Regions from separate parts of the Mus musculus genome. Here region 2 is linked to region 1. A link is a contact called in public promoter capture Hi-C data. All regions are on one chromosome and are shown on one strand. The core of a region is the stretch at or near the end of the contact, and the rest is flanking DNA. Distances in the headings are between cores, read along the strand shown. Region 1 holds the start of Cadm4 (cell adhesion molecule 4). Region 2 holds the start of B3gnt8 (UDP-GlcNAc:betaGal beta-1,3-N-acetylglucosaminyltransferase 8).

Region 1 (5,971 bases), core at 2,365-4,864:
AGAGAGAGAGAGAGAGAGAGAGAGAGAGAGAGAGAGAGAGAGAGAGAGAGAAGAAAAAAAATGCACACAATCCCAACCCACCCTGTCACTTTGGCATAACCTGGCCATTTGTCTATGCTGAGCACCGATGGTTCCCCTCATCTTAATAGATGGCTGGCAGACAGCCCTAGGGCTAGAATTACTAGTGAGGCCAGACACCGGGAAGAAAAGGATGGTTGAACAAAGAAGTCTACTGAAGAAACTCAAGGGAGAGCCCTTGGCCTCACTGAAACGGGGTGGGGTGGGGTATGTGGAGGCTACACTGGCCCTAAACTATGTCACAGGAGCTGACCTTGAATTCCTGAGCACAGAGATTTATAGGTGTGTGCCACCATGCCTGGTTTCTGTGGTGCTGGGGATCACACTGGGGTACACACTGCACCCCCTGAGCCTTGGCTACAGCCCACTGGAATCATCGCTCTTTCACCAGCTGAATTAGTTGAAGTAGGTTTCTGTGTCGCTTGCACCAAAAATCCTACGAAGAGAGGGCCTTGAAGGAATGGGACCCCTATCTACTAGTGACCTGCCCTCCCTCGGCAGATGCAGAGAGGACAGATGAGAACCAGTCTCTCCCAAGGTGCCCAAAGCTGGGAAAGAAGACATGAGAGACAGATGGATGGAGGCCCACCTGCTTGCCTAAGTAAAAGGTCATCAGGAGTAACTATGAGTCACTCCCCTGTAGTGGTGTGGGTCTAGCTTGGATGCATGCCAACAAGTTCTGTGTTGAAAGTGCATCCTGTGCTAAGGAGATAGATCAGTCAGTGAAGTGCTCAGTGTGCGAGCATGAGGACCTGTGTTCGATTCCCAGAACCTATGGGAAATGTAGTCAAGACATGGCGGCATGTGCTGGAAACCCCAGGATCTGGGAGACACAGACAGGGGGAACCCTGGGGCTTGTTGGCCAGGCAGTCAAGTCAGTCGGTGAGTATCAGGTAAGTGAAAGAACTTGTCTCAAAGGGGGAAAACAGGAGACACTGTTAGGAAAAGTATTGGCTCAGGACACTCCAAGATCAAGTTCTCAGCACAAAGGAGGTTTATTTGCCCCAGAGGGACAGAGGGCAGGGAATCAGGAGACAACAAAGACAGGAGATGGGGGGTGATGGAGAAGGGGAAGGGAACAAGGCAGAGAGAGGAGGGGTGTTTCTCCCAGAGTGGGACAAAGGACTGCCTCTGTATAGAGAGGAGACAGGCATGGCCCATAGGCAAACAGTAGTCTTTAAGGGGGAAACCCGTGTTAGGATGAGGTGTTTAATTTTAATTGGTCATGTTAATTAGGTGAGCCAAGGGGGGCTTTTGATTGCTGGACCCTGGTGGTCTCAGAAGGAGGAAGGATCCAAATGAGGAAACAGACCCTGGGGGCTGGGCATGGGAGGGAAGGGCAAGACCTCAGAGCCATGCTGGCCATGCATGAGCTGGCCAGGGTCCCTTCAGACACACCTGAAGAGAAGTGACACCTAAGGTGATCCTCCAGCTGGCACATGCAGGTGCACACACACAGAAATACACATTCACACAGAAACGCATACATACACACACAGGCACACACACACACATTCGCACCTTAGCCTACAGATATACACACCTAGAAAGACACAAACACACACATCCACAAAGAAACACACAGACATGCACACACACAGAAAGACACAAACACAGAAAGATACACACACACACACACACACACACACACACACACACACACGAACATTAATCCCTTTGTAAGCCACTAAAAGGATGGACACTTAATCCAACTACGATGCTTAGATGCTCAGAGGTGGGGCCTCTGGGGCTGCATCAGTGAAGTCATCCGGGTGGATCCCTCATGATTGAACACTGGCAGCTGGGTGAGCAGAGACCAGGAGACACACGTGTGCTTTCTGTCTCCCGCCACGTGACACCCTGAGGACTCTCAACAAAAAGGCCCTCGGCAGATGCAGTTCCCGAGAGCTTGCCAAAGTAAAGCTTCCTTCAGAACTCATCCAATCTCTGTCACCAAGTTACTGGCAACAAAAAACCGGTTAATAGACCCTGAACAAGTATTCCCGAAACAGTCTCTCACCTCGCTCGCATCACAGAGATGAGCGGCTTTGTACTCCGTCCCCTAATCTACGTGGTGAGCCGAGAATTGGGAAGAAATGCAGCTGCTCACAGCTGTGGGTGGATATGGAGCTACGGTAGAGAACAGAGAGGCTGCTGGGAGCCTTGGTCCTTGAAACAAGATGCTAGGAGTTTTGGTCCTGACATAAGAGTTGATGAATTTGGGACTAAAGACAGAGAGGATGCTGGGAGCTAGGCACTGGACAGGAAGTGTGTCATGTGATGATGACCCTTGGTTGACCTGGATATACAACAGTTTAGAAGTGATGGAGAGAAAATAAAAAGCCGAGCTTTTCAGAATGGGCATATGTTGACCCAGTTTACCTGCTGTCCCTGAGTCCTGTGAGAGGCAGAGGCCACCAGCACCTCACTTTCTTCCTCTTCTTGGTCCTATGAGTCATAAGCCTGCTCCAGGCCTTCAGGTGGCCACAGGGGTGGGTTCAGGGGAACCCACACCCAAGAAGAAAAAAGAGAGCAAAGTTTGGAGGGATGAGTCAGCCCCCCAGGATGAGGAACAGAACCTGAAAGGCAGAGTCACACAGACAGACTTGACTGGACAGTGTGGGAAAGAGTACAGCGTCTGGATGCCATACCTGGAAGATTGCCCCAGGCAGGGGCTTCGCTCTCCCCAGGGCCTAGGGTTAAGACTTCCTTCCAGTCTGGTTAGCTTTCTGGAGGCCCCTCCCAGGGAAAGAAGACTGAAACTTGGCGAGTCATGGTCAGGACTAGAGGGAGGGAGCGGACACTATTCTATGCCCTGCCCAAAGAAGTCCATACCTGCTCAGCCACCCGCTGCTGCCCAGCCTCTCAGTCTTTCCCTGCCCACATTCACTGTGGCATCATCACACTCCTCTCCCCCAAAGCTCACACTCACAGCACACGCCAGCACCCCGCACCTTCGCGCGCTTCCGAGCATCGCCCTCTCGCGCATCTCCCAAGCATCTCCCACGCACCCCCTATGGGTTTCCCAAGCAGCTTCTGCACAACCCCCGTGCATCTTCCCCGCATCTCCCGTGTGTCTTCTATACATTCCCCCGTGCATCTCCCGCGCCTCTCCCACGCATCTCTCGTGCATCTTCCGCGCACACTCCGGTGCATCTCCTGCGCATCTTCCCCGTGTCTCCCGTGCAGCGTCCTCTAGGGAGCTCCGCTAGTCCAGGCTACGCCTGCGCGCACACGCACGCACACCTTTGCACCTTCACACGACCCTCACGACCTTCCGCTCTCCCAAGTCCTCCCCCACTGGCTCCCACGACGCCGTCACGCTCACGCCCTGCCCTCGCGCCCGGGTCCGCATGCTGTCCTGCTCTCCCACCCCCGTGCGCGCCCTTCCGCGCTCCCGTCCTCCCTCTCCCCGCATTGTCTGGGCCCCTCTGTCCCCGTCCGGTCCCCGCCCCTTAGCTGACGCCACGCCCACCAAGGCGCGCAGTGGGCGGAGCAGAGGGCGGGACTGGACTCGGGGGCGGGGTCGACGGCGCGGGAGGTGCAGGTGCCGGGCCGGGAGCGAGCGGCGGCGGCGGTGGCGGCGGCGGTGGCGGCGGCGGCGGCGGCACCATGGGCCGGGCCCGGCGCTTCCAGTGGCCGCTGCTGCTGCTGTGGGCGGCCGCGGCGGGGCCAGGTAGGGTGACGGAGGTGGGGGCCGGGTCGGTGGGCTGGATCGGGGTGACGAGGGAGGTGTGCGTATTGCGGTCGGGTTGGGGAGGGGGTCTCGTCGCTGTGACAGCTGGGTCGCCTGGGGGCCTGCAGAGGCCGGAACAATGCGCTGCGTGGGGGGGGGGGGCTGCGGGAGACCCTCGTCCCCGGGACAAAGCGCAGCGCGGGCCAGGAGCCCAGAGCCGCGGGCAGGGGAGGGGGGACGCGGGCCCCGGCCGCCGTGCCGCAGCCCCCCCACCCCGCACAGGCCCCGATCCCGCGGGGACAAAGGGCCCGAGACCCTCCCTCCCCCTATGTCCCCAAGCCCTCCTTCTCCAGGCCGGTCCCACTGTCCTTCGGTCCTAGTCTTTAGATCTCTCTCTCTCTCTCTCTCTCTCTCTCTCTCTCTCATTTTCCCCCAGCCCTTGTCCTCTGTCCCTCAGTCTTCAAGTCCTGTCCTTCCTTCCCTCTGTCCTCCTTTCTCCTTGTTTCCCCCTTCCCGTTTCTCCACGCCGCCTTTGTCCCCCACCTCTGTCCCTTTTTCCTGGGTCACTCTGCCTGCCCCCCATCCTCTATTCACTCTGCCGCCTCCTGTGCTGCTGTCGTCCCTCTATGTCCCCATTCACCATCTCTCTCCCCGTCTCCTTGACATCCTGTATCTCTTCCCTTCTCTGTCCCCTATCATTCTCCCATTTCTCTAGCAGCCTCTGTTGCCTAGCTGCCTCCTTTCTCCTCTCTACCCCACTGTCTCCCTCTCCCCCAAATCTGCTTCCTCTCTCCATGCATCCTCCATCCTCCTTTTCCCATCTCTGTATCCCTCCTCGCTCCTGGAGAAGAGTGGTGTCAGGCAGGGCAGTGACAGTATAGATGTGTGAAGTGGCATATAGGGAACATTGGCATGTGAGCACACACGTGGATTCCACAAATGTCTCCCCCAAACCCTCCCACCCGTTCACACATCCAAGCCACACTTCACAGAAGAGCCCCCTCCAGGACATCCACATGTCTTTCTCACTCACTATGGGAATCTGGAGGACCCCCCAGCCCCCACCCAAGACACGGTGACCCTGAGGCTGGGGACAAGGTCAGGAAATGTCACCTGAATGCTCACACTTAGAACCCTGTGTTTCTTATATCCACCATGGGACACTCCCCTGCGGTGGGTCAAGTTACTTTGCCCAGGAATCCATCATGGGGAGGCTGCTGGTGAGCAAAGGCAGGGCTGAGGTCTCCTATAGGGAGTTGAGAATTGGGACCAGGTGGCCCAGCCCTCTTTCCTGGCTCCAGTTCTATCCAGTGAGAGTGTTGAACCGGATCCATGTCTGACAATGTGAGGGAGCTTCTAAGTTGAGTGCTGCCACACCTGCCACCCCAAGCAAGGGTTGCCGCTGAGGACAAGGCTGGGGGCAAAGCCGACCTTAGAAGTTCTGCCTTTCTTCTGCAGACTTCTGTAGTTGCTTCCTAACTTTCATCAGACCCTCCTTTGCGACGAGCATGCCCCAATTTCCCAGGTGTGAGCTTGGGACTCTGGGTACATTTCCATCTGTTTTTTTCTTTCTTTCTTCTTATGCATTAAAACCAGGCTCTTGGGATCCTGCGATCAGTGAGTCCAGTAAACATAGAGCCCGAGGCTACTTCAAACGTTGACACCCCGATGATGTTAGATACGGGAAGTCTTTAGAACCTTAACACCTTTACATTTCTAGAGTTTTGTTGGACATGGCGGCCTGTAATCCCAGCTGCTCTGCTCTGGAGGCTGAGGCAGGAGGGAGGCTCGTGAGACTTGCCTGCCAGGATTACTACAGAATGAGTTCAAGGCTAGCCTGGGCAATTTAGTGATTTTTCTGTTTCAAAATAAAGGCATTAAAGAAAGAGAAGGGGGTGCTAGGGAAGTAGCTTGTTAGTCACAGGTGTCTAGAACCCACCAATGAGGGGCTGGGGGTGGGGCTCGGTAAGTACTTGCCTAGAATTAGCAGCCAGAGAGGGACTGCAAATATATAGCTCAGTGGCAAAGCACTTATCTAGCATACCAACATATGAGGGACCCTAGGCTCATTTCCCAGTACAGAGAGAGAGAGAGAGAGGTAGAGCGAGAGAGGGAGAGAGAGAGAGACAGACAGAGAGAGAGAACTAGATTCTCAATGATGAGACCATTCTAGTGAAATTTGACATCTGTGAAATTATGAAATCTTGACTCATTAGG
Region 2 (5,971 bases), core at 1,600-4,099, 1.1 Mb after region 1:
GATCCTGGTGGAAGAGATGTTGCCCCACTGTGAGGTCCTTGGAGCTGACTGGGCCCAGAATCTCAAGCTGGAACCAGACAAGCAGCCTCCAGACACATCTACCCCCCTCTCTTCCTAGCCTGTGGCCCAGCTCTTGAAGGGTCTTGTGGGCTCTGTGGAGAGTCTGAAGTCTTCTCACAGTCTGGCTTCTGGTGTAGCTCATTCAGCACGGAGCAGCATGGGAAGATAAGAAGACTGAGTCAGGACTGGCTGACTGCAGCCTGCAACTGGCAAACATCTGTTGCCTGGGCAGACAGCCCTCCATGCTGTGACAGCTGCATGCGGCTCCACCGTTTCCCCCAAACTCTGCCCATACACATCAGCAGGAACTGTGGCTGACATGAGACACTGCTGGCCTACACGGACTAGAGACCAGCAGCCCCCCGAGCCCCATGGCATTACCCATTGATTTACTGATGAGCACCTTCAAATGTGGGAGTCCCAGTGTGTCCGCCCACCCCACCCCCAGATGGAGATGAGTATTTGAGAAAATATTCTCTTTCTGGCACGACCGCCGGAGAGAATCCAAAGTAAAGAGACCTGTGCGGGGACTTTAGAGTGTAGCAGGGAGGGCAGCACTTGCCCAGCACCCAGGCTGTTGGGTGGCCAGCAGCTTCCCCTGGCACTCCTATCAACTGTGATTGATCCTGGCGCCCATGTTTCCGGTGGCTCTGTCATGAACCCAATACACTGTGGAAATGTGTGATTCTTTATATTAAACGTCTGCTGTTCACATTACCCTGTGGCCTTTCCTCCCAGCTAGATCCAGATGGCACCAAGTGCCAGGTTCTGGAGAGAAAAGATTCAGGGTGGGCGTGGGAGTGCTGGGTCTTCGCACATGAGCATAGCAGTAAGTTCCTTGTTGGAAAATCCAGGATGCCATAAACCCTGCCATGCAGGGCATCCCGGGTGACCTGTGCTGGGAGTGCAGCGTGTGCCCACAGCTGCTGTGCTGACAGAGATGCATGGGTGCTGGGAGTCCCCTTGAGTGCTCAGAGCTCCCACGGTAGCCCCAGAAGCTCAGTCGTGGGATGGACGCAGCCTCATCATCAGGCCTTCATCCCTGTCCCCACCCCCACCTAGGCTCTTTTGCCAATACCAAGGAACCACCAGAGCCATCTGGTGGTGACCTCGCCTGGACCCTGGCTCTGAAAGGAATGCCCGTTATTAAAGGTTTATTTATGTTTATGTGTGTTGGATGTAAGTGCATCACACTGCATACAGTGCCCAGAGTGGCCAGAAGGTGGCGTTGGATTCCCTTGGAAGGTGGTTCTGGGAATCAAACCTAGGTCCTCTGCAAGAGCAAAAACTGCTCTTAACCACTGGCTATCTCTCCAGCCCCATGTGTCCATTATTCTTAAGATTCCAGAAAACAGATTTGTCTACACAGCAAGCTCCAGGACAGCCAGAGCTACATAGTGTGAAATTCCATCTCACATATATGCATACATACATGAATGTATAATACATACTCAAGAGTGTCCTGTATTGCTAACAAATCCATAAAACCTAGGACCAAAACCACTTGCTCCAGAGCTTGGAGAGAGAAGGGCCTGCTGGGCTCCAGCTGATAAGAACAAGATGCACAAGGCTACCAATACTAACCAGGGCTTTCTCCCTAGTTAGTTGGCTTCCTGGGAGACTGTAAGGCCCCAGGAGGCGGCTATCAGTCACAGAGCCTTCAGCGCCCTGAGGGAGAAGAGCCAGTAGCGCTGAGAGGTCTTGACGAGCCTCTCCCAAGGCCCTAGGCTAGGCTGGGCTTGGCTCGACCTGGCCCTTGGCTATCTTCCTCACCCTAGCCGTACTTATTCCATTAACATTCACCATTTCCTCCCCACTCTCTTCCTCCATCTGTTCCCACGGGCTCCATTATTCAAACTTGGAGGGAGGAAATCAGGGCTGGAAAGATAACAGACTCTGAGCGCTGGTACACTGAGTTCTTTTTATATCTGGACAGTTCTCCAAACCAGGTAGGCTGCAAAGGGTCAACCGGGGTGGGGTGCGGGCTTCCTCCCAACCTAGGCCCCTGGAGTTATGGGAAGGCCATACCTGCTGGCCTCCCCAGATTGCTGGCAAAGACTCAACAGCAGAGGCCCTAGAGCTGGGATGTAAACAGTCAAACACCCTCTTGCCCCAAGGGGTGGGGCATAAAGCCCAGAGCATCACAGGGCGGGCCTCTCCCAGCTGGATGGAGGTGGTAGGAAGGCTGGTGGCTCAGGCACTAGTTGGAGGAGGTGCAGGCCCCCAACTCGGGGGTTCTCAGTGCACCCCACTTCATTTCTTTCAACTGTGCTCGCATGCCCCGCCCCCGCCTCCCCGCTCACCCCGGTCCTCCCTTTCCTCTCTAGGTCCTCCTCCGACCGTTCCCTGGTTAGTCAGGCTCTGTTCTGACCTCTTCCACCTGTGCGTCTTTCTCCTGCCTCCCTCTTTCTCTGTTCTTCTAGTTAACGGCCAAGGTCTCCCAGGTTTTTTTTTTCTCCTCGATCCCTCCACCCACTCGCGGCCCCTGCAAACCCACACACCCCCACCCCACCCCGCTCGCAGCACAGTCACGACGCTTTCAGGCGGTGGCCTCGAACTAGCCCCTTGGCCTCTCTTCTCTTTGCTCGTTGGGACCTCCCTCACAGGTCCGCGGCTTTGGCCACCCCTAAACCTTTCCCCCGCCGTCTCACCAGAAAACCAGCCCTAACTCGCCAGGGCGCGTCTCCCTGTCTGCCTCCCCTTCCCAGCCCCGCCCCGGCTCCTCCCGGCCCCAAGGGCCCTCCTGCCTCCTCCCCGCCCGCCCGCCCGCCCCTCCAGACTTGCAGCGCGGGCTGGGCCGACAGCTTGAGGACGCACAGCTGCGAGGAGGGAGTCCGGGCAGGGCTTTACCCGAGGACCCCCAGAGCTGGCGGAAGCTGGACCCAGAGGTACCTGGGGCCCCAGGCCCTGGGGTGGGGTTACTGGAGGAGGTAGGTAGGCTTCCAAGAAGGTAAAAAGGAGTTTCCCCGGGAAGCTGGGACTCCTGAAGAGACAGAGGAATGAGGGAAGGGGAGTAGGAAGAGCCGTTGGAGCGATACTGCAAATAGATATAACACCATGACTGCAGAAAAGGAAAGAATGGGGGGTCGAGGGGAGGCGGTGTTCAGTCTAGGATAACGTTAAGTTGGGTACTGTAGTTCAGTCTGCCTAGGGTCAGAGTCTCAGAAGCCATTAACAGAACTGGGTAGGACCTAGGCTGCTTGCCTGGGCTTCGCTGGGCCGTCTTTGGAGATCCACCCTGCACCCTAAAGACTTCTGTGGCTCCTTGTGACTCTTGCAGCCCCACTGGTGGCCCTTTCCCTGGGCCGGGTCATGCGTTGCCGCAAGTGCCAGCTCTGCCTGTCAGCACTGCTCACACTCCTGGGCCTCAAAGTATACATCGAGTGGACATCCGAGTCCTGGCTTAAAAAGGCTGAACCCCGGGGCGCTCTGCCCAGTCCCACACCACCCAATGCTGAGCCCACTCTGCCCACCAACCTCTCAGCACGCCTGGGTCAGACTGGCCCACTGTCCTCTGCTTACTGGAACCAGCAGCAGCGGCAGCTGGGAGTCCTGCCCAGTACGGACTGTCAGACTTGGGGGACTGTTGCTGCCTCGGAGATCTTGGACTTCATCCTGTACCCCCAGGAGCTTCGGCGCTTCTTGCTGTCGGCGGCCTGTAGGAGCTTTCCACTATGGCTGCCTGCAGGAGAAGGCAGCCCTGTGGCCAGCTGCTCTGATAAGGATGTACCCTACTTGCTACTGGCTGTCAAATCAGAACCAGGACACTTTGCAGCACGGCAGGCTGTGAGGGAGACCTGGGGCAGCCCAGTTGCTGGGACCCGGTTGCTCTTCCTGCTGGGGTCCCCCCTAGGAATGGGGGGGCCTGACTTAAGATCACTGGTGACGTGGGAAAGCCGGCGCTATGGTGACCTACTGCTCTGGGACTTCCTGGATGTTCCCTACAACCGGACACTCAAGGACCTGCTGCTGCTGACCTGGCTGAGCCACCACTGCCCCGATGTCAATTTTGTCCTGCAGGTTCAGGATGATGCCTTTGTGCACATCCCAGCCCTACTGGAGCACCTGCAGACTCTGCCACCCACCTGGGCCCGCAGCCTCTACCTGGGTGAGATCTTCACCCAGGCCAAACCGCTCCGCAAGCCCGGAGGACCCTTCTATGTGCCGAAGACCTTCTTTGAAGGGGACTATCCAGCCTATGCGAGTGGAGGTGGCTATGTAATCTCAGGACGCCTGGCACCCTGGCTGCTGCAGGCGGCAGCTCGCGTGGCACCCTTCCCCTTTGATGATGTCTACACTGGCTTCTGCTTCCGTGCCCTGGGCTTAGCACCCCGTGCCCATCCAGGCTTCCTCACAGCCTGGCCAGCAGAACGTACCAGGGACCCCTGCGCCGTGCGAGGCCTGCTCTTGGTGCATCCAGTCAGCCCTCAGGACACCATTTGGCTCTGGAGACATCTGTGGGTCCCAGAGCTCCAGTGCTGACCGGCAGAGACAAGCTGGGGTGGGTGGGTGCTGACCTGGCCTGAGTCTCTCCTAGAGACAAGCTGGGGTGGGTGGGGCTGACCTGGCCTGAGTCTCTCCTAAACCCTTCTTAGCCAAGGTGGCAGACTGTGTTTATCTACTTTATGGTTTTGAAAAATGTGTCCTTCCTACTCCAAGGCCAGGAGCGATTTCTTCCATGGGACCCCTGCAGGGAAGGCAGATGCTGCTGCCCCTCTGCCCTCACCCAGCCTAGCCTGGCAGGTTCCAGGGGGCATCCTGGACACCTCATTGGACATCATGCATCTACCAGGTCATGGAGGGCTTTCTCTGGAGGGGCCACATACATGCCAAGGCTGCCCTCTAGCCTGGGAACATTTATAGAAGTAGGTATTTCCAAGTCTTTCTGCCTAAGAAGCCAGGATGTCCCCAAAGGCTGGTGTGGTGCTATATACGATATAGTCCCAGAACTAGAAGCTAAAGCAATATCATAAGTCCCAGTAAGTTACTGTGTAGATACACAAACACACAACAGCACTCCAAACCAAATCAGCCATGCTGGGCTCTCTCCTCCTCTCCACATACACACCCCAGCCCCCAAACTTGAGGAAACAGAGACGAAGGAAGCAGAGTCAAAGGCAGACCTGTGGTTTACTTACTCTGCCAATCAGCTATCTCTCTGGGCAAGCCCAGGGCCACCCTGCCCAGAGGGTCTTCCCTGGCCCTGGTCCCTTCCCACCCCTAAAAGGCACTGTAACAGGTGAAGGGAGTGAAGTAGCCGCAGCAATGGCTGCAAACATGGTGCCCCAGTGAAGTAGCCTGGGGGAGCAGGAACAGGAGCAAAAGTCACCCTGGAATGCCACCCTGGCTGCTCAGCATGTTCGCACAGCTGACTAGCACAGGGGGCAGCATCCACTCAGAGCAGGACCCCCTTGTGCTGGCTAGGGCCTCACTTGTCAAAGTGGTCCAGGGGGTAGTGCTCCCCGTAAGTCTGCAGGTGCCGTGCCAGCGACTCCTGCTGCCTGCGGAGCTGGGCGGGCATCTCCTGGTACACATCGGAGAAGAGGAGGCTTGGGTTCGGCTTTAGCTTCCGCTCAGCCTGCTCAAAGGCTTCCATGACCTGGGAGACATGAGGGAGTAAGTGGCTGTCCCCTTCATCCTGCCCTCTCCCAACCACAAGCCACGGTCCAGCCTCACCCCTCTGAGGCCTCAGACTGGTGTTAATGAACATTCCAGAGCCTAGCCTGCAGGGTCCTGGCCCTGCACTGTCAGCTCAGCTCTGCAATGGAGGGAACAGGAGTGGAGGGCAAGATGCAGAGAAAGGAAAGGATTCCTCAGGGCGACGGAGTCAGAGCTGAGCTAGTGACCACGGTGCAGTATGAGGCCAGAACAGGCCTGTTCTAAGTGCACAGAGGGTGACATTAGCTCTAGC

Evidence for each region. Promoter capture Hi-C pulls out the DNA fragments that hold promoters and counts their contacts.
Region 2: a contact with region 1 is called in a promoter capture Hi-C map of embryonic stem cells. The contact joins the promoter of B3gnt8 here to the promoter of Cadm4 in region 1. A contact is called at or near these places in 3 of 39 promoter capture datasets (cranial neural crest, embryonic stem cells and pre-B cells) and 1 of 115 datasets of contacts at active chromatin or transcription factors (large pre-B cells).

Annotation. Positions count from the first base shown.
Region 1 is chr7:24,478,409-24,484,379 of GRCm38.p6, forward strand. Cadm4 (cell adhesion molecule 4) reads left to right here and starts at 3,615. Exons shown (of 9, transcript NM_153112.3): 1 at 3,615-3,754. The coding sequence starts at 3,691.
Region 2 is chr7:25,624,775-25,630,745 of GRCm38.p6, forward strand. It overlaps B3gnt8 (UDP-GlcNAc:betaGal beta-1,3-N-acetylglucosaminyltransferase 8), which reads left to right and starts at 2,850. Exons shown (of 2, transcript NM_001036740.2): 1 at 2,850-2,948; 2 at 3,341-4,716. The coding sequence starts at 3,373. The coding sequence ends at 4,542. It overlaps Dmac2 (distal membrane arm assembly complex 2), which reads left to right. Exons shown (of 6, transcript NM_001290487.1): 6 at 1-776. The coding sequence ends at 118. Bckdha (branched chain ketoacid dehydrogenase E1, alpha polypeptide) reads right to left here. Exons shown (of 9, transcript NM_007533.5): 9 at 5,078-5,659. The coding sequence ends at 5,489.